Linked DNA regions of Mus musculus: regions 1, 2, 3, 4, 6 and 7 are each linked to region 5. The links are chromatin contacts, called in public Hi-C and promoter capture Hi-C maps. All regions are on one chromosome and are shown on one strand. Each heading gives the region's core, a stretch centred on a gene start, on an enhancer-like site or on the middle of the called end of the contact. The rest is flanking DNA. Distances are from core to core; before and after follow the strand shown.

Region 1 (2,952 bases), core at 286-2,785, 960 kb before region 5:
GTATAATAATCCAGTTTTATGTATATACTCCAAGTGTATGCTTATCCAGGACCATAAGGTGCCCATCTCTTATTCCCCCTTGGGTTGCCGCTCTCTGTGGTCCAGTGACAGAAGGAATAAGGACAGTAGCCCTAAGTACTGTATCCCTAATCAGAGGATAAAGGAGCCTACAACAGATGCATCATCAGACTGGTAGACATCAGACACGTTGAATTCTATCTGCTTCATGTCCAGACAGAGGCTCTGACAAAAGTTGTCCTCCTAAACCGGCCAGGTTTAGACTTAGTTTTCATTTCCCAGGGGAACTAGGCGAGTATTGCTGCTTCAATGCCAACAAAGACGGAGTTATCAATGAGGTTTTACAAAAGGTTGGAGATAATTTAGATAAGTGACATCAGGGACAAGAAGCAAATAATTTCTGGTACTATAAAATGTTTGATTTGAAAGAGTAATAAAGACAAAATTCTAGGCCTTTGGGCCCAGGCTTGGGAATTTTGCCTTTGTGACTCAATGCTCCAAGGTATGCTAATCATAAAACAGATATCAACATTCCTCCACCCATCAGCTTCCTGGGTTCAAAGAGTGTTAATTCAAAGAAAGTCACCCTGACCATTGCTGGAACCCACTATGCAAAGGTGCTATTGCTAGGGGCTCTTAGATTGTTAGGGGCTCTTAGAAACTGTCTTGAGAGATAACCTGACACTTGTGACTTTGTACTTCCTTGTGACTCTTAACTGGTATTTTTGGTATTTTCCAACAACGCCCTTCCCACCTCCTTAAGTTGTGGTTTCTTCCTTTAAATACCCCCTAACCCAGCTACTCGGGGCGCCACGGTCCTCTACCCCTGCGTGGTGTATGACCGTGGGCCGAGAGCGCTCTTGAATAAAAATCCTCTTGCAATTTGCAGCAAGACCGTTTCTCGTTGGTGATTTTGGGGTGTCGCCTCTCCTGAGTCAGAACGTGGGGAAGTCCTCACGTTGTGGCTCTTTCAGATTGAAACCTAAGGCTTGTAACCCTTTTTCACTGCCCTGGCCCCTTACTCCTCCTAACAGGACTTCAAAATCTAAACAGAAAAAAAAAATCTAAACGAAAACAAATTATATTCCTGCCACACAATCGGGAAAAAGCGCGAAGCCGCAAGAGAACACAAGTGAGCTTAGTATTTTCCAGATAATAATCCATAGCCGCATGCGCGCTCGCTCACACGCATGCGCAACACCACTGCTCCGTACCGCCGCAGTTTTAGCTGGGCAATCCGCCAGCGTCCACCCGGGGCACGCTTAAGCAGTTGCTTTTCGAGCGTTCCCGGTCCACTAGACCAGATTCCCCGTCCTTTCCCCTTCCACCCTTTGGCTCCATGAAAACGGCCATCTCTCTACTACGTCAGAAAGGAAATCAGCTTTCCACTCGGAGAACTACACGCTCGGCATCTCCGTACAGCCCGGCGCCGGCGCCGGCGCCTGCGCGCGCAGCTGCTCCGCTGCCCCGCCCCTTCCGCCGCTCATGCGCAAGCCCGACCGCCTCGGCGCGCCCGGGTTGGCTGCCCCGGCGGCCTCCTCGGCAGTCATGGCTCCTCGGATGTGATAGTTTCCCCCGCCCCCTCGCGTAGGACGCGGCGGCGGGGCGGCGGTGGGAAGCCTAACTTTATTGTTCCCCCGGCCCGTCTCCCGGCGCGTCCTCAGGATGCTCGGGAGCTGAGCGCCGGGGGCGGCGGAGGGTCGCGGTCTGTCCGGGCCCTCGCCTCGGAGCGCAGGGCCAAGGGAGGGAGTCACGATGTCAGGTAGCCGCCAGGCCGGCTCGGGTTCCGCTGGGACGAGCCCCGGCTCCTCGGCCGCCTCCTCGGTGACTTCCGCCTCCTCGTCCTTATCCTCGTCTCCGTCGCCGCCGTCCGTGGCGGCCTCGGCGGCGACGCTGGTGTCCGGCGGCGTGGCTCCGGCCGCGGGCTCCGGCGGCCTCGGCGGCCCGGGGCGGCCTGTGCTGGTGGCGGCCGCGGTGTCTGGCAGCGCGAGCGCCGGCGGGGCGGTGTCCGCGGGCCAGTCCCGGCTCAGCTGCGCGGCCAGGCCCAGCGCCGGCGTTGGAGGGAGCAGCTCCAGCCTCGGCAGTAGCAGTAGGAAGCGACCTCTGCTCGTCCCGCTTTGTAACGGGCTCCTCAACTCCTACGAGGACAAAAGCAACGACTTCGTCTGGTGGGTTTGCATAGCAGCCCCTGCGTGCATGACCACGAGTTTCTGCTGCTGAGCCTGGCGGGGTCCCGTGGAGGGAGGCCTGTTGGAGGTGCTGGGATTCGAACCTAGAGAGTTGAGTGTTTGCAGAGTTAAGGTTCCCGGTTGGGAGGTGGAGCTGGACTGGGATCCTTAGGCAAAGTGGTGAAATGGGATTGCACAGAAGTGGGTGCTGGTGTCCAGGAACTGAAGGCATTTAAGGGAGTGCTTAAGGATAAAGATGGAGGTCCAGTAAGTGGTTATTAGAAAGGAAGTATTCGGGGTAGGAGGTTAAATCCCTTCTGGTTTTTGTTTTTGTTTTCTTTCTTTTTTTGGCCATCTAGTGGACGAAGTATCAGTCAGGAGTAGTTCATGATTTTCGGAGGTAGAAGACTAGTTAGTGCCTGGTGATTCTGAGGTGTGGGATTGCTGGTCAACACTATATTGTAAAAAAGTAGATGGTGCTCGAAACCTGGTTGGTGATGCTTTACGAAGTTATTTTTGCCCATCCTGCGTTGGAATATGAATTTGAATAGATAGGACACTTGTAATACTGTTAATAATTTTGTAGTCAAAGTTTGTTCACACCCAATTCCAGGTTTCAACTGTTGGAAAAAGGGAAACACATTTTTAGTGTTTCTGTGTTGTATGGAACGATCGCAGCGCTGTGTATACACTGGAATCTCTGACTTGAGAAACGCTTTTACAGTCATTGCATCACAGCTGGCATCTTGAGCGACACAGTAGAATT
Region 2 (2,930 bases), core at 423-2,922, 810 kb before region 5:
CCCTAAGTCCTATACTGCTTTCCTAATAGGTACAAAGCCCCAAGTTCATTCCTTAGGGGAGGTCTAGAAATGAAATGTAAGAGCCAATGAAATGCAGAAATCTATGTGTTAAATGGTATACTTATTCAGAAATAAATTAGGTAATGTGAGCAGCATATATTTTAAAGGGTAAGTTTTCTAAGATGAAAGTATTAATAGAAAAGCTAAGTAATAAGGAGGGCCCAAAGGAGGATGCTTGAATCTCACAGAGAAGGGGAAATAAAGTAGACATGGGAATGGATGGATAGAGGGAGGGAACTGGGTGGTAGATGGGGTGGGGAGGTGAACAGGAGGGATCAAGTGTGGAGAAGGAGAGAGAACTGGAATTGGTAGTGGTGGGGGCTCATGTCTGGGACAAGCTAGAAATCTAGGAAAATGGAAACTTCCAGAATTCTATAAGGGTGACCCTAGCTAAGACTCCTACTAATGGGGAATATAAAGCCTGAATCAGCCATCTCCAGTAACCAGGCAAGACTTCCAATGTAGGGATTGAGACACTAACCCAGCCACAAAATCTTATACCCATAATTTGTCCATAATATGTCGGGGGTAAATGATGATGCAGAATTTGAGGAAGGGCCAACAAATGGCTGGCCCAGCTTGAGACCTATACCATGAGGGGGGCCCACCCCTGACATCATAAAAAATTAATGATATTTTGCTATACCCGCAGACAGGTGCCTGGAATAATTGTCATCAGAGAGGCTTCACCAGAAATGGATGGAAACTGATACAAAGATTCACAGCAAAACATTAAATGGAGCTTGGGGAATCCTGTGGAAGAAGGAGTGAAGGAGTCAGAGGTCAAGGACACCACAAGAAAACCTACTCCATCAACCAACCTGGGCCCACAGGGACTGAACTGCCAACCAGAGAGCATGCAAGGGATGGCACTAAGCCATCTGTACATTTGTAGCAGCTGTGTGGCTTGGTCTTCATGTGGGACTCCTATAGAGGGACCAGGAGTTCTCTCCGACTACATTGCCTGCCTTTGAATCCCTTTCCCCTAACTGGGCTGCCCTGTCTCGTCTCAACAGCTGAAAATATGCCTAGTCCTACTGCAACTTGATATGTCAAGGCAGGTTGATGTCCATGGGAGGCCTCCCCTTTTCTGAGGAGAAGGGGAGGGGAGGTGGGTGGAGGGGTTTGGAAGGGGAAGCTGAGTTAGCAATGTAAAGCAAATAAATAACTTAACCAATAAAAAAGAAGAGAAGAAAAAAGAAAGAAAGAAAGAAAGAAAGAAAGAAAGAAAGAAAGAAAGAAAGAAAGAAAGAAAGAAAGGAAGGAAGGAAGGAAGGAAGGAAGGAAGGAAGGAAGGAAGGAAGGAAGGAAGAAGTGGAGCCCCAGGATCTCTTCCCTTCTTCATGCTGGTATTGATGTGTGTGTTTGTGTGTGTGTGTGTGTGTGTGTGTGTGTGTGTGTGTGTGTGTGTGTGTGAGTTCTTGGCATGAGTTCTAATTGCAAGCCTGATGCCAGGAGAAGGCAGAAGGAGGCATCAGATTCCCATGAGACTGGAGTTACAGATGGTTATGTGTTATCACGTGGATTCTGGGAATTGAACCCTAGTCCTCTGACAGCTGAGTCATCTTTCCAGCAGCCTCCACAATGGAATTTTAATTGGCTTGATCTTGTGCAAATCTTGTGTAGATAACCACATCTGCTGTGGTTCACATGTACAAAAGCCAGGCCCTGTGCAGAGGACTGAATTTCACAGCACTCCTTTTTCTGGCTCTTACATTCTTTCTGCCCCTCTTCCTTGATGTTCTCTGAGCCTTGGGAAGGGCACTGCTATCATAGCCCATCCATAGCTGAGCACTCACAGTCACTAATTCTCAGCATCATAAACACTCTGGACTAACCATTATGGACTGTAGGAGGAAGCTTCTCTAATCAAGGTTCAGAGTAGCACAAATCGATGGATATTAACACAAATATTTAGATGACTGTTGGATATTTAAATATGTAATCTAAATATATTGATATTTAGATATTTAAATATTTAGACATGACTTATAAAAAGTAACATCAATATGTTCTCCCCTAGGGCCTATAACTTCCCTAACCTGGAGTTTTGAGCATGTTTGCAGTTCCAGGAATCAATTCCCTCCTGTGGAACAGGCTTCAAATCCAATCAAGAGAGTGGTTGTTTACCCCATAATCATGTGTCACTATTGCAACAGCGAGTACTTCTTGCCCAGCAGGTCAGCCTTGTAGCTTGCAGGGTCCAGTGCTGGGTAAGACCATTGATTCCTTTTCTTCCCCAGCATCCTGGACAGTGCCTTCTGGCATTGCAAAAGCTAACCACCAGGGACAATATTCTGGCCAATTCAAGCTTGATTTCTCTGTATCTTGCAACCAGAGTATGATGTCTTCCATAGAAAGATCTTATCTTCTAGTTCTGGTGAGCAATAAAGACCAATGGCAATAGTCCATGTTGTTTCTTAGGTGCCTCTAGGTCCTGTCTGATTATTAATGCATACGGAGATAACTTGTGCCTGGCACTGAGATTTCTATTTAATAACCTATGCCTTCTGGGAGCAGTGTTGCTCGCTAACGTGGAGTACTTCTCCTCAAACTCCCCACTGAAAATTATACTTTTAATTAGCTTAAAAACTAGTGGGATTTCATAGTGTTTCTTTATATACTCTTAATTTTGTTTAATCCACTTTCCTCTCCTCTGCCTCCCCTGGCTGTGTCCAGTGCACATAAGCCATTAGTTCCCACTGTTCTCCCGAATTCTTTCAAATCACTTCTGTTCTCATCTCCCCTTCTGTGTTGCATATTCTTCTTGAATTCCAAGATGGTGAGTTCCCAACGTAGGTTTTGCTGTGGCATTTTTCTAAACAAAACTTGTTCCATCGATTCTCTCTTCCCCTTCTGCCCTCCCCCAC
Region 3 (3,225 bases), core at 650-3,149, 940 kb after region 5:
ACAATGAATAAATACAACTGACTTGTTTCAATAAAGATTCTAGTACAATTTCTTAAGACAGATTGAGAAAAGGCATTAGTAAATTCTGGAGGAAGGCAGACTGGCACTACATACTTTTCTATTTTTCTACATCTATTTTAGTCTTTAAGCTTTACTGTAATGCAGCTATTTTAGTAAGCATATTGATGAACCCCAGTAAAATAATCAAACCATAACTGGGAATGCAGTACAGCATCTTACAAATACTACTTTTCCTTGGCAACAGACTCCTCTATATTGTACAGGGTATTACATTTATAGTAAGCTCACAAAATTTCACACTTAATGATTATGGATAACAAAAAACTACTATGCAAAAAGGCAGATTTAAATATTAAGAACCAGAAAATCCAAACTCTTTAGAAATCTAACTCCTACATATAAAATATAAAGCTGTAGTAGGGTATGGTGGTGCACACCTTTTAATTCAGCACTTGGGAGATACTGGCAGGTGGATCTCGGATTTTGAGGGCAGTTTGGTCTACATAGCACGTTCCAAGACAGCTAGGACTGCATAATAGTTCTTGTTTCAAAGCAAACAAACGAGCAAAGAAACCCAAAAATCCCTAGACAACACAAAACAACACAACCAAATAAACGAAGTTGCTATTTTCTGACATTACTAGTTTCGATTTACTTGAAACAAGAACGATTAATTCCAAGCAGGATTTGTTAAGGTTTGTGAATAAATAATCGTAAACGATGCACTGTTAGTAGAAGCTTAATTTCAATCACTGAAATCAATGTTTCATATTCTTAAAAAGGCTTACCTGCGCATTGGCTTTCCTTCCCTGCACCATGAAAAGTATCCTTCACCGTGTTCTAAAGCCGTACCTTCAACAAGAGAGAAGTAGTAGCTTACTAAAAACTGTTCGAGTTCTCCAGCAACTTGTATAATCACTTCACTCATTTCGTCTGTAATCAGGAATCTTACATCCTAATGTAATCTTTGCGTAGATGCGCAATCATAATGTAATGCCTTTAAGAGGACTATCACTAACTAAAGATGCTAAGGTGACAGATTATATGTGAATGTGAGGGTGACTGGGAAAGCAGTCAGGATCAAAATAGTCATGATCGCTAGTTGGTGTTTTCTGCTCAAGAAGCACCTGGGGAGTTTTTTGATTTTTTAACTTCACCATCAAGTATATTTGCAGAGTAATCACTTGATACCAGCAGCAGTACTAATTTAGTGACTCGGATAGGAAAAGCATTGTTTTAGCACTGAATCCGAAGGTTGTTAACTTATTCTGAAGTGACAAGCAGGCCGGAGGCGGTTGCCTTTAAAAACAACTCCACTTCCGACCAGCCCAGCCCGGGCAGCTTGAACAAGGGCAGGGAAAGTAGTTCTAGACTACAACTCTCCCAAGCTCTCGTCTTAGTCGCCGAAATATTGTTCACCGCCAGGATCTTGCTGGCTTCCAGAGAGAAAATGGGAGGCAGAGTGCTCGCTCCCTTAGAATTCCAAGTGAAGCTGTCCAGGATGCGGAGTCCTGCGTCCCCAGCAAGCATTGCACAGCCTTGCCCTGGCTTCAAGACACCTCGGGCAGCCAGCAGCAGCGCAGCCTGGAGCCCTGAAAGGCCCGACCGAGGAACCCTACCGTCCCTTAGAGGCACGACTGACAGGCAGCCTAGAAAGCACTGCCCTGACCCCGCCGGGCAGTTCGGCAAGTTGAGCTCATAGATCTGCAAAGCGAGACCTAGGGCTCTGTTCTCCATCCCGTGCTCTAGAGCTCTGACTTACTGGCTTTGACACTTTTCTCTCTGCGGCACCCTCTCTGCCTTCTCCGCCCTCTCTGCCTCCACCTCTGGAGCCGCTAGCGCAGGCAGGATGCGGCTCCTGCAGCGATTTCCTTTCCCTGCACCCGCCCAGATCCAGAAACAGGAAGCGGTCCGATGGCTAAATCCTTCCCACGGAACTGCACGTGTTCGGGCAAGTAGTTCCGTCATGGCTCCGGAAGTAGCTGTGCCTTTCGCTGAGCGTTTCCCAGGACTGGTACCATTAGTCGATCTGACTTTTACAATATACTTAGAGAGCAACCAAATAAAATATGTATGAGGTGAGGGTTTCATTTTTGAGTATATAACTAAAAGTCTGTTGCTGATGTATTGAAAACTATACAAGGCTATTATTAACCAAAATTTCTTTAGCTGAACTTTATTTGACATCTATAGACTCTGTGCAGTTGTTTTTGATAGGAAATATACCTCATATTAATAAACTTGTAGTGGGAATGATTGGTCTTTAAATTCAACTTCTAATTCTAGTTCTATGATACACTTTGTCATTTGGCCAAGTTTTTTCTTCATATGTACCAGTGATATATAAGTAAATAATATATGTACTAGTAACAGCTATGGATACCCCATTTATTATCAAATACTTAGCATATAACATTGTGTATTAGTTTATCAGTTCTAGTATCTCTCTTATTGAAGGATTTATTACCATTTTTCCAAATGGTGGTAGCATTATGTTTCAGATAGTGCCATTCCAGTCGGTACCAAAGCGTTATGTAACTTACAAAAGGGTAAGGGTATCTACGGAGCATAGCCTGTAAGGGTTAGAGCCACAACTTGATGCCGTGTACAATGGTTCTAGATTCTGGCCACAATTATATTATATCTTCCTCCAGAAAGGTTCAAGGATTCTCGTTGGTCCATATTATTGGTACTTTCAACTTTAATTTTTTGCCAATCTGATGGGTATAAAATAGTTTAGATGTACATTTTTCTGATCCATTGAAATGGCATCTTATATGTGCACCTCTCAGGTTTCTTTTGTGTAGATTGTCTAAAAGTCATCTTCAAAGTGACTCAGATTCTTCCAAAATATGAGTCATGATTTTAATTCTTTATAGCTATACAGTTCTATAGCAAGGGAGTTATAAAAACATTAAGGAATGCTAGTAACTAAAATGGGCTTTTAAGCCAGGGTGAAAGTAATATTTCCTATTCTTAACCCATTGATTCCTTCTTAACCTACTACCCACTGTAAGCTGGCTTGTGCTTCAACTACTCTGTTTCTTTTTAAAGGGGAGGAGTTCAGTGTGAATCAGCTCTTCATATTTATGCCAATTAACAAAGTATACATAAAAATAAACATATGAAAAAACTGGCATTTCCAATTATTATAGAACTCCTACAATCCCATAGGCGTCCTCTTAGGGATCCTAAATTTCTAGT
Region 4 (3,060 bases), core at 474-2,973, 840 kb before region 5:
ATTGTTAGGCAATTTTTTGTTTTGTTTTGTTTTCCTTAGATTAAACTGAAATCTGCCTCTCTTGCATCACTCTTCTTCCTTCCCACTAAGCTTAGAGTCATGATTTTAGGAGAAAGTGCTCCCATAGGTATGTGTGTTGAACATTTTGTCCTCAGATGGTGGCACCATGTGGGGAAACTAGATATTTTGGAAAGTGGAGCCTAGCTGAAGAAAGTGGGTTACTAGGGTTTGCCTTTGAAGGTTATGGCTAGTTATCCCATTACTCAGTTTCCTGTCTGCTAAGAAGTGAACTGCCTCCTCCACATACTCTTACTGCAGAGATAGTTTGCCTTATCAGAGGCCTGGAGCCAAGAACTATACTGAAACTGTGAACCAAAACAACTTTTTCTCCTTGTAGTTTTTCTTAAGCATTTTGTTATAGCAATGCAAACATAACTAATACATTTGCCTTGGCTTCATCCTAGGCATTGGAGTGGGAAATTGTAGATAATAGCAAGTAAATCGTGATCCCTTCATGAAGCTTTAGGCAGACAATTTGCATATAATAAAGTCCTATAAAGTAAAACATTATGGTGTTTATAAATGAAAACTGCCAAAATAATGATACATAGTTAAAAGATTGTTTAAAAGGCATGTCTACTGAGTTATTAAGTGGGTTGTATAAAGGATTTGGGATTTCAGTTGATTAAAAAAAAAGTTGCCGGGCAGTGGTGGCGCACACCTTTAATCCCAGCGCTTGGGAGACAGAGGCAGGTGGATTTCTGAGTTTGAGGCCAGCCTGGTCTACAGAGTTGAGTTCCAGGACAACCAGGGCTATACAGAGAAACCCTATCTCAAAAAAAAAAAAACAAAACAAGACAAAAGGAGGGGGGTTAACTGCTATTTTCTACCCACTAATCAAACAGGTACCAAGAAGGCAGTTACACATGTTGATCCTGCCAAAAGACTAGAAAATGTCTTATGATTGTTGACAAGTTACTTAACTGATGATAACTTCAGATGGGTAAAACAGCAAAAGAAAGTCTTCAGAACCTATCGTGTTGTTACAACACTAAAAGGAACTCCAGTGGCTATGGACATCTGTATCCTTGGAGATAACTGGTCAACCAAGTGTCCAAAATGATTTCACAGTCAACTGTCTGTCTGAAGTCTGGACCTACATGGATCATCCCTCCAGATCCCTTTGAGAGCTCAGACTCTCCTCCAGATTCATTCATTCACAGAGAAGAAATCAGGAGGAATGGCTATTTCCCTACTGTAATAGGTAATATAAAGAGTGGAGAGCCTACTTTCCCTTTCGGAAATTGACTTCTTCCTCCACTTCCACTTTACCCTTCTTCTGTTTTGTTTTTCATCTTTTTAATAAATGTATTGAAAGTCTATAATAGCTATATAAGTACATCTGGCTTGCAATTCATCCATGTTTTCTTAAGGAACAGGGTGTCTTCTTTCTGAAACAATCCTCAACATGATATCCCTGTCCTAGATTTTCTAGGAAGCTGAATGCCTACCTTTAGTTGGCATCTGACTCTGATTTTCAAAATGAATTCCATAAAGACATAGGAAGGTTATTTTGCTCTCCCCAGATACTAGAATCAAGATGGGACAATCTGACTAAAAGTGCTGTCAGTCCTCTTTTTTGAGCACCAGTGCTAAAAACAGTTTGCTTCCAAGTTACAACCTACACACAAGGATATGAGCTGGCCATTGAGAGAGTTCTACAGCCTGAAAATTTCACTAGCTTACTACCCAAGCTTGTTAGGAACCAGGACACCACACCACACTGTCTCCTTCAATACAGAACAACTGAGCACATCAGAGATCCATTTAGAGTAGGTGCTAACAGCAGCCCTTGAGAACTTTCCACCAGCAGCTAGTTGAGCTTTCTCAGCATTAGCTGGCATGTGTCCAGTGATCATGCTGCAGACTTGCCAACCTTATCTGGCTTTCTTGCCAACTGTCCAAACCCAGACTGAGGGAATGGTGGTGTAAGACTGCAAGGACAGACTTGCAGAAGCTACTAAGTTTGGAAATAATCTAGAGAGCGACTAATCTGGAGAATGGACTGGCAACACATTAAAATAGGCAGCTGTATTGGAGAGTCAAAGCTCTTTACTAAGAGAAGAAACCCTACCCTGGCCAGACTGTGAAGGAAGACAACTGTGTGTCATTGCAAATAGAACACTGGAGAAAAGTCTGTAGAAAGAGACTGGAGGAACCAATTTCAGAATCTAGTTGTCAGGAAAGCCCGCCAAGAGAGGGCATTCATCTAGAGGACCCTAAGCAAGGGACTCAAAGTTGACAACTTGATTGAGTCAGTTTGGGAAGTGGTAAAGTATCAATGACTTCTGCTCAGCCTTGCCTTACCTTACCTTTCCTGGTACACATTGGCATTGCTTATCCTGCAGTTCCTCAGGAAATGCCCCTTTCCATCTAGCCAACCATCAGTAGACATTGTGTTTCCAGTCAACCATTTATGTGTTTCTTCTCCTCTGTGGTCCCAGAGAGGTAAGTGCTATATGAACTGAGGGACATGCACTCTGCTTTCCCCTAACCCTCTTTTGGCTGTGCTGGGCAAGTTAAAGGCAAACGTAGTCTATTCTCCATAGGAACCGTATCTAGAGTTCCCCAAAAGAAGGCCCCTGAAGTAGTTACTGTGTACCTTTCAGAAAAACAGGGATATACTCAACAGTGTCAATCAAACTGAGCCAGCAAAGCTTCCAAAAATAAAATTAGCTAATTAAAAATTCTTAAAATCACCATATTGTTCAGGACCCTACAAACCGATGACACTAGACAGAGTGAAGACATAGGACCAATAACCACTTCCAAGAAAGACAAGTCATAAGCTCTGTAAAACAATACTTTTTGTCTGGTGAGATGGCTCAGCGGGTAAGAGCACTGACTGCTCATCCAAAGGTCCTGAGATCAAATTCCAGCAACCACATGGTGGCTCACAACCATCCATAATGAGATCTGATGCCCTCTTCTGGTGTGTCTGAAGACAGCTACAGTGTACTTACATATAACAATAAATACAATCTTTTTAAAAAAAATACT
Region 5 (3,243 bases), core at 331-2,830:
AATGTAAACGGTCACATTGAATTTTAATCTTTCTGATTTTTTTCTGGACCTTTTAGGAATTCAACTCATGGGTCTGTGCAATAGTTTAATTGTATAAAACTCGCTTTTTAAAAGATTTGTTTATTTATTTATTATATGTAAGTACACTGTTGCTGTCTTCAGACACTCCAGAAGAGGGCGTAAGATCTCCTTACGGATGGTTGTGAGCCACTGAGTGATTGTTGGGATTTGAACTCAGGACCTCTGGAAGAGCAGCCGGTGCTCTTAACTGCTGAGCCATCCCTCCAGCCCTAAAACTCATTTCTTTTTTGTTTTGTTTTGTTGTTTTTTTGAGACAGGGTTTCTCTGTATAGCCCTGGCTGTCCTGAAACTCACTTTGTAGACCAGGCTGTCCTCGAACTCAGAAATCCACCTGCCTCTGCCTCCCGAGTGCTGGAATTAAAGGCGAGTGCCACCACGCCCGGCCCTAAAACTCATTTCTTACTCTATAGCCTATAAACATATCTTTCTGACTTTCAAGCCCCTTCCAGAAGTTTGGCTTTCTGAAATTGTAACACATTAGTGAAACTTTTCCTGTTTTTAATTGAAAAGAAATATTTTTATACAGCATATTTCCCCTCCCTCATCTCCTCCAAGATCTTCCCACTTCCCTTCCTATCTAACTCCCGATGAAAACAAACAGGCATCTTAAAACAACAGAAACATAATAAAAGAGTTTGCCGTGTACCCATATCTTGAGATGACTGTAGATGATGCCCAATTATGTTGTGTGTGGCGTGGGGGTGAGTGGGAATGAGTTTTAACCAGGGTTTGATGCTGCTTGCTGGTCTAGGACTTTTTAGATCTTAGTATGATGGCAGGGACTCCTGGTTGTCTTATCCTGCCAAATGGTTTCAGTCAGAGTTTCCCTAGCCCATTAGAAATGTTCACTAACTTGTAACGCTTAAAGAAAAAAACTCTCCTTCTTCCTGGGAGCTTCCTGTGTAAAGAGCCCAATGGGCTGTTCCTCACTGCACCCATCAACACATCTAGGAGACAGGCTAGGAAGATGGCAGGAAAGTGCCCTGTACTAAAGGGAAAACAGCAGGCACATGCACACACACCACTACCGCCGTCCAACCCACAGAGACAAAAACGTAAAACCTATACAACCTTAATACAGATATGATATAATATAATAAAATAAATATAATATATATAATATAATACATATTTAAACCCTTGGCGTGCAAGCAGAAACTCTATCAGGGCCACTACCATCTTCTTTACAGCAGAAATGTGACCAGTGCCAGTTCTGCAGGATGAGTGACAAATGCTGCCAAGCTTCCGCCGGGTGGCGCCAACGCGCAGAACACAGGCGCAGGCTGGGCGGGGCTGGGACAGAGGAACAGCAAGGGCCAGGAGAGATCGCGCAGGCTCACTATTCTCCTACTGCCTAAGTGGGCGGTCCGCATGGATGATTTGCTTATCTATGAAATAACGCGAGAGTTATTTCAAATCCCGCACCTACCCTCTCCCTCTCTATAGGCTAAATCCTGCCCTGGACCCGCCCTTTGGGGCATAAGCCCCGCCTCCACAGAACCTGTTTCCGGTGTTGTACTGCGGCGGTGGTTGGCTGGCTGGGCAGACAACATGGCGGCGTCCGTGCTAGGCTCGCTGCTGCGGACCTTCCGGCAGGTCAGGCCCCTGCCTTTCTCGCCAGCCTACCCCTTCCCTGATTTCCGTGTCCTGTGGGTCCCTCGTAACCCTGTCACCTGTAATGCGCACGGAGGACCGATCCCAAGGCTCCTATCTGCTTTCCCGTCCTGGCTAGGTTAGGAGAGCCCAGAGCAGCAGTCGAGGGCTTGGTATTCAGGTGTGATCCGTCATGTGAAAGCTGCGAGAATGACTCCGGGTTATAAGGAGCCGAGTGTGAGTGGAGAAGAGAGGGGAGAGTCGGATGATTGAGACCTCAGAGGCTCCGATTATGCAAAGAGACTGTAGGGAACTAGCTGTCAGCCAGTGGTGGCTTGGAAGCAGGTGGTGACAATTTCGAATGGGGAGCAGGCCATTCCGCTAAAGCAGAATTAGTTAAAGGAAGGGCCGAGAATTGGCTGTAGAGTTAAGGAGTGGGAGTGTTATGATGCGGATAGAAACTGGAACGAGCAGCAAAGGACGTTGGAGAAGTCTTGGATAGTTTTGTTGGGGAGGGGTGTCAACTAGAGGGAGACCTGGGTGGACCTGGGTTGTTTTTTCTTTACTGTGACATTGCGTCATATCTGTATATTAGAGTGGGGGAACACTGATATAAAGAATAGGGAAGAATCGCTGGAGATCTGCCTTTTTTTTGCAGGCAAGAGGTGATATAGTCTGTGTATGAATTTTGATTTTAGGAATGTGGTTAAGTCATGAATAGCAGTTTCGTCCAGTAGAATTGTAATGCAAACCACAAGGATAATTTAAATATTTTCTAATATTTATATTGAAGTTTAAAAAGGAGGTGCGGTTAATTTTGATAGATATTTTTAGTCAGGTCTATCCTTATCCTAACAAGTCAAAATTAGAATGACTTATGTGACATTTGCATTCTTCTGTTGGAAGCAGGTTTCAAAGTCTGTGTATCTGACACTTAAAATATATATATATCGCAGTTGGGATGCTAACTTTTGCAGTTGGACCAAAACCAAACTTTTAAGCGAGTTAATACCAAGAATTATGTCCCCACTTGTACTGCTTACAGTTCCAGTGCGTATTAGCTGTATCCATGGTTCATGGCCACTGTAATGGACAGAGGTGTCATATAACCAATGAGAGGGGTGTAGAGTGTAGTACAAATACTGCCGAGGGGGCACAGGTATGGTAGTGGGAGTTTGGAAATTCTCTCCAGATTGCTTCTAATTTTATAACTAAGGGTACTGAAGTCATCAGAACCTGAGGGTGTGGGAGAAGGTAACAGTGACTTAAGAAAGAAGAATGAATACACCTGCAAATTGTCCCCAGATTTCCACCTGAGTTGTAGTATGCATGAGGTATGCACATGCACACACAAATAAATGCCATAAGTTACTTCCTAAAACTATTAAGTCTTCCCCCCATGAGATGGCTCAGTGGGTAAAATGCTTGCCACCAAGCCTGTGCAGTTCAATCTAAGGCCCCATGTTGTAGGGGGGTAACTGACTCACAGAAGCGTTGTCCTTGTCCACCCTCCACACATGCCCGTCCATACACAAGCACACATGTGCACTCAGACATGCCAAATAGAAT
Region 6 (3,137 bases), core at 202-2,701, 880 kb after region 5:
TGTGTGTGTGTGTGTTTATGTGTGCGTACCCACAGGTATGTGGGCTCACATGCCACGGTGCCCCTGTGGAAGTCAGAGGACAACTTGTTGGATTCTGTTCTCTTCTTCCATTCACAGTGTGAGTTTTGGGAGTCAACTCTGGTACTCAGGCTTGGCAGGAAGTGCCTGAAGCCACTGAGCCATCTTGTAGGTCTGATGTAGTTTATAAAATAGCCTAGATTATACAATATCCCTATTGTGTTTACCTGCACAAGTGTCAAGGCCCAAGCAAATAACTGCCCCAAAGGAAAATTTTGCCTTCTGTTTAAAAATCTAAACCTTGTACATAAACTAGCACTTGAAGGGACATAAAATGGTAGCTGTCCATTTTGGTAAGTGACATATAATTTTAGAAATTACCTGCTTGACAGTGCAGTTAGTATTTAACTTTAGTACAAGTATAGTTTATAACAATCATTTGTAAATCAATAAACTATTAGAAAAGATTTTATTTAAATTATTACTTTAGTTTTTCTACTAATAGTATACACTACACAGGCTATCTACTTTTTTTTTATAATCAAGGGGGGGACCTTAATTATAACTAATCAAGAGAATGAATGACCTGGTATTAAAATGCAGTTAGAATCAGGGAAACAAGCTGTCAAAAACAGGCGGAAGCTCGTAGCTGCCTTCACCTGGAATTCTTTGTGAACTCAACGCCAGATTTCTGGAAAGAGAACCCCAGATTGGCCGCATGGTCTTCCCGATGGGTCTGGATAAACCCCTGCATAGACGACTTAACCAAAAACCAAGATACATGTTGAAGTCCCGGGATCCGGAGAGACAATCACGAATCCCACGCTGCAGGTGTGGTGGTGCTCAAAACTCGGTTTTCGGAATACCTGGGAACCCTTAAAATTCTAGTTCCCACGCAAATGCATCCAGACCCTGCTCCGCTGAACGTTCTAGTATCTACAAAGTAGATTGACCTGCAAGGTCTCCAGAGACCTTAGGTGAGTGGGTAGGGGGAAAGCCTTTGCTTCCTTCAGTGCATCAGTTCCCACTTTAATTAAACAAGGCTGAGCCCCGAAGATGCCTCAACAGCAGCGCCAGTGCCAGAGCGCCCCAGCCGGAAGGCCGGCCACCAGGCGCGCGTCCTCCCTTTATTCCCACGTATCTCGAAGGTGACCAGGGCATAAGCAGAAATATAAGGAGGTGCAGCCTCGTGTTTCAACTTTCCCAAACCTGGCGGCCCATCCTGGATTTTCCTGAAAGGTGAAGACGAACAAATCCAAACAGCTCTGAGGTTCAAACCCAGACACAAACCACATCCACAAGCCAGTCCCTCTGACGCCCGGCGAGCGCCAAAGTTACGCAAGGATTCCGGCCAATCAGGACGAGGGCGCCTCCGCCATGTTTATTGTGGGCGGCAGTATGCGGGAAAGTTTCGCACCGGTTGGAAAACGGAAGAACAACGCGGCGCAATAGGGGATTGGGAATTTGAGGCTATTGATTGAAGCCTTCCAAGCCTTGCCCTCAGTTAAAATGACGACTTCAGTTGCTTTCAGTTACGTGAAATCGGAGGGCCACAGGCGAGGCTTTCCGAGTCGGCCGCAGGGCAAGTCGGGAAATGATTTTAAACTGGAGGGCGTGGCGTGTGTGGAAAAGCGCCTAGACGAGCGGAACTTTCAAGTCTACCTTTGATCCCCGGAGAGCTCCGGAGAAGGGTCTTTGGGGACTCCCTGTTTTTCGTGGGCCGGCGCCAGCTTCCGAAGAGCGAGGATCATAGAGCCGGGCAGCTTGGGAAGCCGAGCTGTCTCTCCCGGGGGAAGTCGCAGGTCTTGCTCGAGCCTGAGGGAAGCTAGGTTCACTCCAGGACTCCTGATGTCTCTTCTGAACTCACCGGGGATTGCTTCGGTTCTCTCTTAAGCAGTCATTTTGGCCACTTTCTTCTTCTTAAAAAACCAAAACCTTTCGTCTCGACGTAGTCTTGGAGCAAAACTTGAAGGATGATTCGTGAATCCGGAGTGGATGACAGTGTCTTTACGACATAGTTTTGGTAAGAGCTTTTGGGTCCTCGACTGGCCGTGTACTGCATTTCTTTCTGTTGTGTGACTGTTGTCTTTGCAATGCTTTTGTGTATTTAAGATGTGTACAAACGGAAGCTAACGTCAACGTGAGCGTTAGTATGGGAGCAGTGGGTTGACTTTTGTGGCAATATTGCAGTGACTAACTCAGGGACTTTCTTCATGGACTAACCACAAGAAAAACTACTGAGTTTTAGTTGTGTGTTAGGAACTGAGTACAAGAGAATTTGATGAGAGATATAGTTCCGTGGATACTAGAAAGAGGCTGATAGGACCCTTTGCCACGGGCATAAGAGTCAAAGGAGGCGAAGAATTGAGAAATTCGTAGAACCTTTCCCTCCAGTCACCTGGCAACATAGCAGCGTACTTACTAATAGGGTCGTTTGAGGAGTGAACAGTAGTACCAGATATGTCCCAGGACTAGGGAGGCTGAGGCAAGAGAATTGCCGTGAGTTCTAGGCCAACCTGGGCTACACAGAGAGACTGTCACTCGATATAAACAAAACACCCCCAAACAAAAGAATATTCGTTAAAGGCTTAATCTTTGTTAAGTGCTTACAAACATGCCTGAAAAGTAATGTATACTTAGCAGTTATTGTACTAGTTAGCCTACTTTAAAGAAAGATTCTGTATAAACAGAACTGATGAAGACTCCTATCTAAATAGCAAACAAGTGGGGAGAAGAACGGGAGGAGGTGGTGGCAGAGGGAAGACGCTGCCTTCTGAAGGAAAGTTCAGTTGATGGAAGATTTTTAACAGAGGGGTTCGGATAAGTGGGACCTGCATGGCTGCTATGGACAGGAAGAATTTGTAAAGTCAAAAATAATAAAAAAGACTAGGAGCTCTCCTGCCAAACCCAATACTGCTCTGATGAGAAGGCCAAGGGTGTCTGTAAAGATAAAGATGTCTTCCAGAAGTTGGCCTGGGACCTCCACAGGCATAAGAGCCGAAGGAACTTCTCCTGGTAGCAGCAGCCCCAGTTCTTGGTTCCTCCTGACCCCCACTGAAGGTCCTTCTGTAAGTCCTGGAAGCAGGCAGGACAGGAGGTGGGACTCTTAATCCAAACCA
Region 7 (3,363 bases), core at 687-3,186, 840 kb after region 5:
ATGAGTATGGGCTAAATAAGTGAAATCTTGTCTCAGGGAGAAAAAAAGAATTCTTCATATAGAAAGAGAGATCTTCCTTATGTTTGGATGTAGAAACAGAATTGCCAGCAGGTGTTTTGTTAGTAATAAGGCTGGCCTCAAACTCCTGATCCTACCTCCTAAGTGCTAGGATTACTGTAAGCTGCCGAGCCTGGTACAAGGTATTTTAGATTTCACTGTAAAATGTAATTAACACACAAAAAAGTGACTGCTACACTGCGAAAAATTCAAGCTATGCCCATACTTTATTAGTAGACTATATAAAATAAAGACAGGAGTTCACTAAGAAGGGGCATCAAACACATACAGATTGGGTATAAAGTCTAATATCCTACATGAATGGTCGCTATTATCACTACTTTTCCCCATGAGACAGTGTCCCTCTATATAGCTCTGGATGCCCTATAACTTGCTCAGTAGACCAGACTAGCCTGGAACTTAGCGATCTACCTCCAGGAATGCTAGAATTAAGCCACCCACCAGATATTTGTTTTTGACAGGGTCTATGAAGCCCAGGCTATTCCTGGAACTCACTATGTAGACCATCTGGTTTCTAACTCAAAAAGAGCTGACTGCTTCTGCTGAGATTAAAGAATGCTCGTGTTAGAGGTGTTTGACTACCATGCCCGATTAGGCCCATATTTTTAAGCTTACCAGTTTGAGCTCCCACTTTTTGAATATGGGACTCTGAGGTGACTCTGAGAAACATTCCACAGCCCTGTCAGCATTCAATTCACATGCAGAGAATTTGTGGCCTAGTTGCCAGAGTTAGCAAAAACTAAGTAATACTTTTTCTCCCCAACAAACTTGAAACTTGGGTATTCCAAAGTGGTGATGCTACTTTGACTGGGAAAGTTGGTTTCCCACAGCTGCTGACAAAAATAAAGCCTGAAATTTCACACCACAAAGACTGCAATTGCATCAAATAGTCTTAATTAGTTGAGGGTAGTTCCAGTATACCACAAGGATTTAGGCTCACCGTGCATCCAATGTTTCTCTAAATTTATGAGACTACACAGCACACCAGGAAGTAGTCCGGACAAGCTCACTTTATCACCTCGCATTTACAATACACTTATTGAGTAAACAGGTAAGTGCAAACACGGCTTTCAAGACGCAACTTTAACCAATCTGACCTTTTTCCAAAGCGTTATTGTTTGTTTTGAAACTTTTAATCCATTAAGTGCCTCTGTCGATGCCATCACGAATTCAGATGTTTATTTTGGAGCCTACACCAGCGCCTTTTTTGTTTGCTCTTTCCAGCGATTCCCCAGTGAGGAGGAAGCCCCTGGAGTAAAGTCTTTCTCTAGCGTCGGCACTGAAGGGGCGAGAGCTGTAAAAGGGAGAATCGGGAACGCTGGGGTTGGCCAGTCGGGTACTGGGGAGGCCTCTATCAGTGTCAAGAAGCATGGGAAAAGGGGGACCTGGCTAAGCGAGGAGGTGGCACAGATGCCGGGAAGCTCGACAGGAGCAGAGCCCCGCGGCAAGGGAGTTGCGGGCGCACAGGTGAGGCGCGGGACCGGGAAGGGGGCGGCGCCCCGGGATCGGTCTAGGGCGGCGGAGGTTGCCGGGGCGGGGGTGTGTCTGGGTGTGGCCCCGGCGCGCGCGCGGGGTCCTGAGGGAGGGGCTCGCCAAGGGGGCGGGCCCGCGAGCTCGACAGCCCGGAGCCAAAGGGGCGGAAGGTCGCCGAGTGCTGGGAGGGGAGGTGGGGCAGCGACTGAGCGCCGCAGGAGCTGGCTGCAACCCAGACGCGGCCCGGGAGCGTCGGGTATGAGCTAACGGGGCGGGGGTGCGGGGAACGAGCCCAGTCAAGGAGCAGCACCTACCTCCGGGGGTGGAAATGGGCCGGAATGGGCCGGAACACCGTCCCGGAAGTGAAACCCCCCGCCCCCTCCTCCGGAGCGAGCGACGTGCCGGAAGGAAATCAGTCACCCTCACCCCGCCCCACCCCCAGCGCTTTCCTTGCAGGAGCCCCCTCCCCTCAGCCTGTACTCCTCAGGGAGGCGGAGGGCGGGCCTATCGTGCCCGCGGCAACTCCGCCCTCCGGGCTCTCGGGGGCGTGGCCAGAGGGAAAGTTTTGTGGGCCTGAAGAAGGTGGGGCTTGAGGAGGAGTCTGAGGGCGTGTGAGGGGCGGGGTTTAAGTGGACGCAGCAAGCAGCTTTGCGTCTTGACGTCACGAAGACCTTATATACTCGACTCAGCCGCCATCTCAGCCTTTCGGAGCTGTGCGGCATTCTGAGCAGGTATGCAATTTCCTGAGTATGTTATGGCTTCGGGCCTTGGAGGCTGAAGCACTGGAAGCTGGTGGGATTCCCGGCGCAGCCGGTGAGCTTAGTTCAGGGCACAAGCTGGAAACTTTAGGAGGTTGGTTCTGCGTGTATTTGTGACATAAAATAGCATTGGGTTTTGGTCTGGACACCAGACAAAGACGACTCAGCATGCGTGTTCATGCTATGATGAAGGCTATGTTGGTAGGGACAACTGAGCTTGTTGATGAATACCAACGATTCTGATGGCAGAGCATGCTGAGTCACCTCGTGCACGGTTCAACGGGGGTGGAATGCGAAGCCACGCGGTGTTTCTTTCGCGATCACCATGGGATGAAGGCTTTTGCTAGAGATTGCCAGCAGGCCTTAGTCACTAACAAAGAGGACGATTGCTCTTGGGAAGTACCTGGATTAGAGACTTATATGTAACTGCTGGATATGTGCAACTCAACAGTGCCTATGTGGACGGAGTTCTTTGTAAGACAGGTCCATTTTGTGGAAGTAGAACTACTAAAGATTAACATTTTTCTTAGGAATGGCAGTGTGGACCTCTGTGATGGGACATCTTGTGGGATCTCACAGCCAGGTAACTCAGTGGGGGAGGGGCATGACTAGAACATAATGACCACAAAGCCCATGATGGTATGAGAGTAGTGGACAGAAGGGATTTCTGAAAAACACTTTTCTGAGGCTTTAATTCAGCTACTGGAAAGGGTTTAGTTCCGTGAAGAAGGGGACTGACTGTTCACATCTCTTATTTCCAGTTCTGTGGCAAAGGAGGATGAAGGCTTACGAGGTGAGTACTGAATAGTAATGAGAAGTTAGGTTGAAAGGACAGTGCCACAATGATGACATCATATTTGCTACTCTTGACAGCTGGGGTGACGATAGCTTTAAACCACCATGATTATAACTGAGGCACACAAAATAATGATTTGGGGGCTACTTACAGAGTAAGCAGTTTTTACATAAAGATTCCCCCCCCCCAGGACTCGTCAGGAAGCTGGATAACAGAGCGAGCGCAATGTAAGCAATTTTGTGTGTGCATGTGGTCCCA

What was found. Promoter capture Hi-C pulls out the DNA fragments that hold promoters and counts their contacts. A called contact is a pair of places that touch in the nucleus more often than the background predicts. Capture Hi-C pulls out chosen DNA fragments and counts their contacts.
Region 1: a contact with region 5 is called in a promoter capture Hi-C map of pre-B cells. The contact joins the promoter of Cop1 here to the promoter of Mrps14 in region 5. A contact is called at or near these places in 18 of 39 promoter capture datasets (the 3T3-L1 cell line, 3T3-L1-derived adipocytes, the C10 cell line and 10 more), 11 of 484 Hi-C or Micro-C datasets (B cells, CD4 T cells, CD8 T cells and 7 more), 9 of 115 datasets of contacts at active chromatin or transcription factors (astrocytes, embryonic forebrain, embryonic stem cells and 4 more) and 1 of 9 other capture datasets (adipose tissue).
Region 2: a contact with region 5 is called in a promoter capture Hi-C map of hippocampal neurons, with 6 times the contacts expected there. The contact joins the enhancer-like site here to the promoter of Mrps14 in region 5. A contact is called at or near these places in 15 of 39 promoter capture datasets (the 3T3-L1 cell line, 3T3-L1-derived adipocytes, cranial neural crest and 8 more), 3 of 15 datasets of contacts at CTCF or cohesin (the NIH/3T3 cell line, large pre-B cells and pro-B cells), 86 of 484 Hi-C or Micro-C datasets (the AML12 cell line, B cells, the BV-2 cell line and 49 more) and 17 of 115 datasets of contacts at active chromatin or transcription factors (the NIH/3T3 cell line, astrocytes, craniofacial prominence and 9 more).
Region 3: a contact with region 5 is called in a promoter capture Hi-C map of liver, with 4 times the contacts expected there. The contact joins the promoter of Klhl20 here to the promoter of Mrps14 in region 5. A contact is called at or near these places in 11 of 39 promoter capture datasets (the C10 cell line, HPC-7-derived erythroid cells, cranial neural crest and 6 more), 4 of 484 Hi-C or Micro-C datasets (B cells, muscle stem cells, pre-B cells and 1 more), 5 of 115 datasets of contacts at active chromatin or transcription factors (astrocytes, bone marrow-derived macrophages, embryonic stem cells and 2 more) and 1 of 9 other capture datasets (liver).
Region 4: a promoter capture Hi-C map of hippocampal neurons shows a contact between it and region 5, with 5 times the contacts expected there. The contact joins the enhancer-like site here to the promoter of Mrps14 in region 5. A contact is called at or near these places in 11 of 39 promoter capture datasets (the 3T3-L1 cell line, 3T3-L1-derived adipocytes, HPC-7-derived erythroid cells and 7 more), 2 of 484 Hi-C or Micro-C datasets (cerebellum and cortical neurons) and 7 of 115 datasets of contacts at active chromatin or transcription factors (the SCID.adh cell line, embryonic basal ganglia, embryonic forebrain and 3 more).
Region 6: a contact with region 5 is called in a Hi-C map of muscle stem cells, with 3 times the contacts expected there. The contact joins the promoter of Cenpl here to the promoter of Mrps14 in region 5. A contact is called at or near these places in 5 of 39 promoter capture datasets (the C10 cell line, the HPC-7 cell line, erythroid cells and 2 more), 1 of 484 Hi-C or Micro-C datasets (muscle stem cells), 2 of 115 datasets of contacts at active chromatin or transcription factors (embryonic stem cells and epiblast stem cells) and 1 of 9 other capture datasets (adipose tissue).
Region 7: a contact with region 5 is called in a promoter capture Hi-C map of adipose tissue. The contact joins the promoter of Zbtb37 here to the promoter of Mrps14 in region 5. A contact is called at or near these places in 5 of 39 promoter capture datasets (the HPC-7 cell line, liver, neural stem cells and 1 more), 7 of 484 Hi-C or Micro-C datasets (CD4 T cells, CD8 T cells, cerebral cortex and 4 more), 10 of 115 datasets of contacts at active chromatin or transcription factors (the 230-238 cell line, bone marrow-derived macrophages, embryonic forebrain and 6 more) and 3 of 9 other capture datasets (adipose tissue, liver and macrophages).

What each region holds. Positions count from the first base shown.
Region 1 is chr1:159,230,665-159,233,616 of GRCm38.p6, forward strand. It overlaps Cop1 (COP1, E3 ubiquitin ligase), which reads left to right and starts at 1,536. Exons shown (of 20, transcript NM_011931.4): 1 at 1,536-2,186. The coding sequence starts at 1,774.
Region 2 is chr1:159,380,794-159,383,723 of GRCm38.p6, forward strand. No RefSeq gene overlaps it. Among named protein-coding and RNA genes, the nearest start is that of Mir1843b, 42 kb to the left of the region's middle. Within about 2 kb of position 1,673, at least 6 of the 459 cell types and tissues checked have an H3K27ac peak or open chromatin away from gene starts, as enhancers often do. A contact at or near this core is called in the NIH/3T3 cell line, the STO cell line and adipose-derived mesenchymal stem cells, where this site is marked.
Region 3 is chr1:161,129,580-161,132,804 of GRCm38.p6, forward strand. Klhl20 (kelch-like 20) reads right to left here and starts at 1,900. Exons shown (of 12, transcript NM_001039482.1): 1 at 1,784-1,900; 2 at 810-873. The coding sequence starts at 817.
Region 4 is chr1:159,353,493-159,356,552 of GRCm38.p6, forward strand. Cop1 (COP1, E3 ubiquitin ligase) reads left to right here. Exons shown (of 20, transcript NM_011931.4): 20 at 1-1,380. Among named protein-coding and RNA genes, the nearest start is that of Mir1843b, 15 kb to the left of the region's middle. Within about 2 kb of position 1,724, at least 8 of the 459 cell types and tissues checked have an H3K27ac peak or open chromatin away from gene starts, as enhancers often do.
Region 5 is chr1:160,193,635-160,196,877 of GRCm38.p6, forward strand. Mrps14 (mitochondrial ribosomal protein S14) reads left to right here and starts at 1,581. Exons shown (of 3, transcript NM_025474.4): 1 at 1,581-1,677. The coding sequence starts at 1,633.
Region 6 is chr1:161,069,316-161,072,452 of GRCm38.p6, forward strand. It overlaps Cenpl (centromere protein L), which reads left to right and starts at 1,452. Exons shown (of 5, transcript NM_001159930.2): 1 at 1,452-2,041. It overlaps Dars2 (aspartyl-tRNA synthetase 2 (mitochondrial)), which reads right to left and starts at 1,345. Exons shown (of 17, transcript NM_172644.4): 1 at 678-1,345. The coding sequence starts at 801.
Region 7 is chr1:161,032,913-161,036,275 of GRCm38.p6, forward strand. It overlaps Zbtb37 (zinc finger and BTB domain containing 37), which reads right to left and starts at 1,937. Exons shown (of 5, transcript NM_001356489.1): 1 at 1,866-1,937; 2 at 1,176-1,372. Gas5 (growth arrest specific 5) reads left to right here and starts at 1,689. Exons shown (of 11, transcript NR_166052.1): 1 at 1,689-1,807; 2 at 2,840-2,892; 3 at 3,071-3,102; 4 at 3,296-3,332. LOC115487643 (a small nucleolar RNA gene) reads left to right here and starts at 2,482; the gene lies at 2,482-2,561. LOC115487678 (a small nucleolar RNA gene) reads left to right here and starts at 2,938; the gene lies at 2,938-2,999. It also overlaps LOC115487638.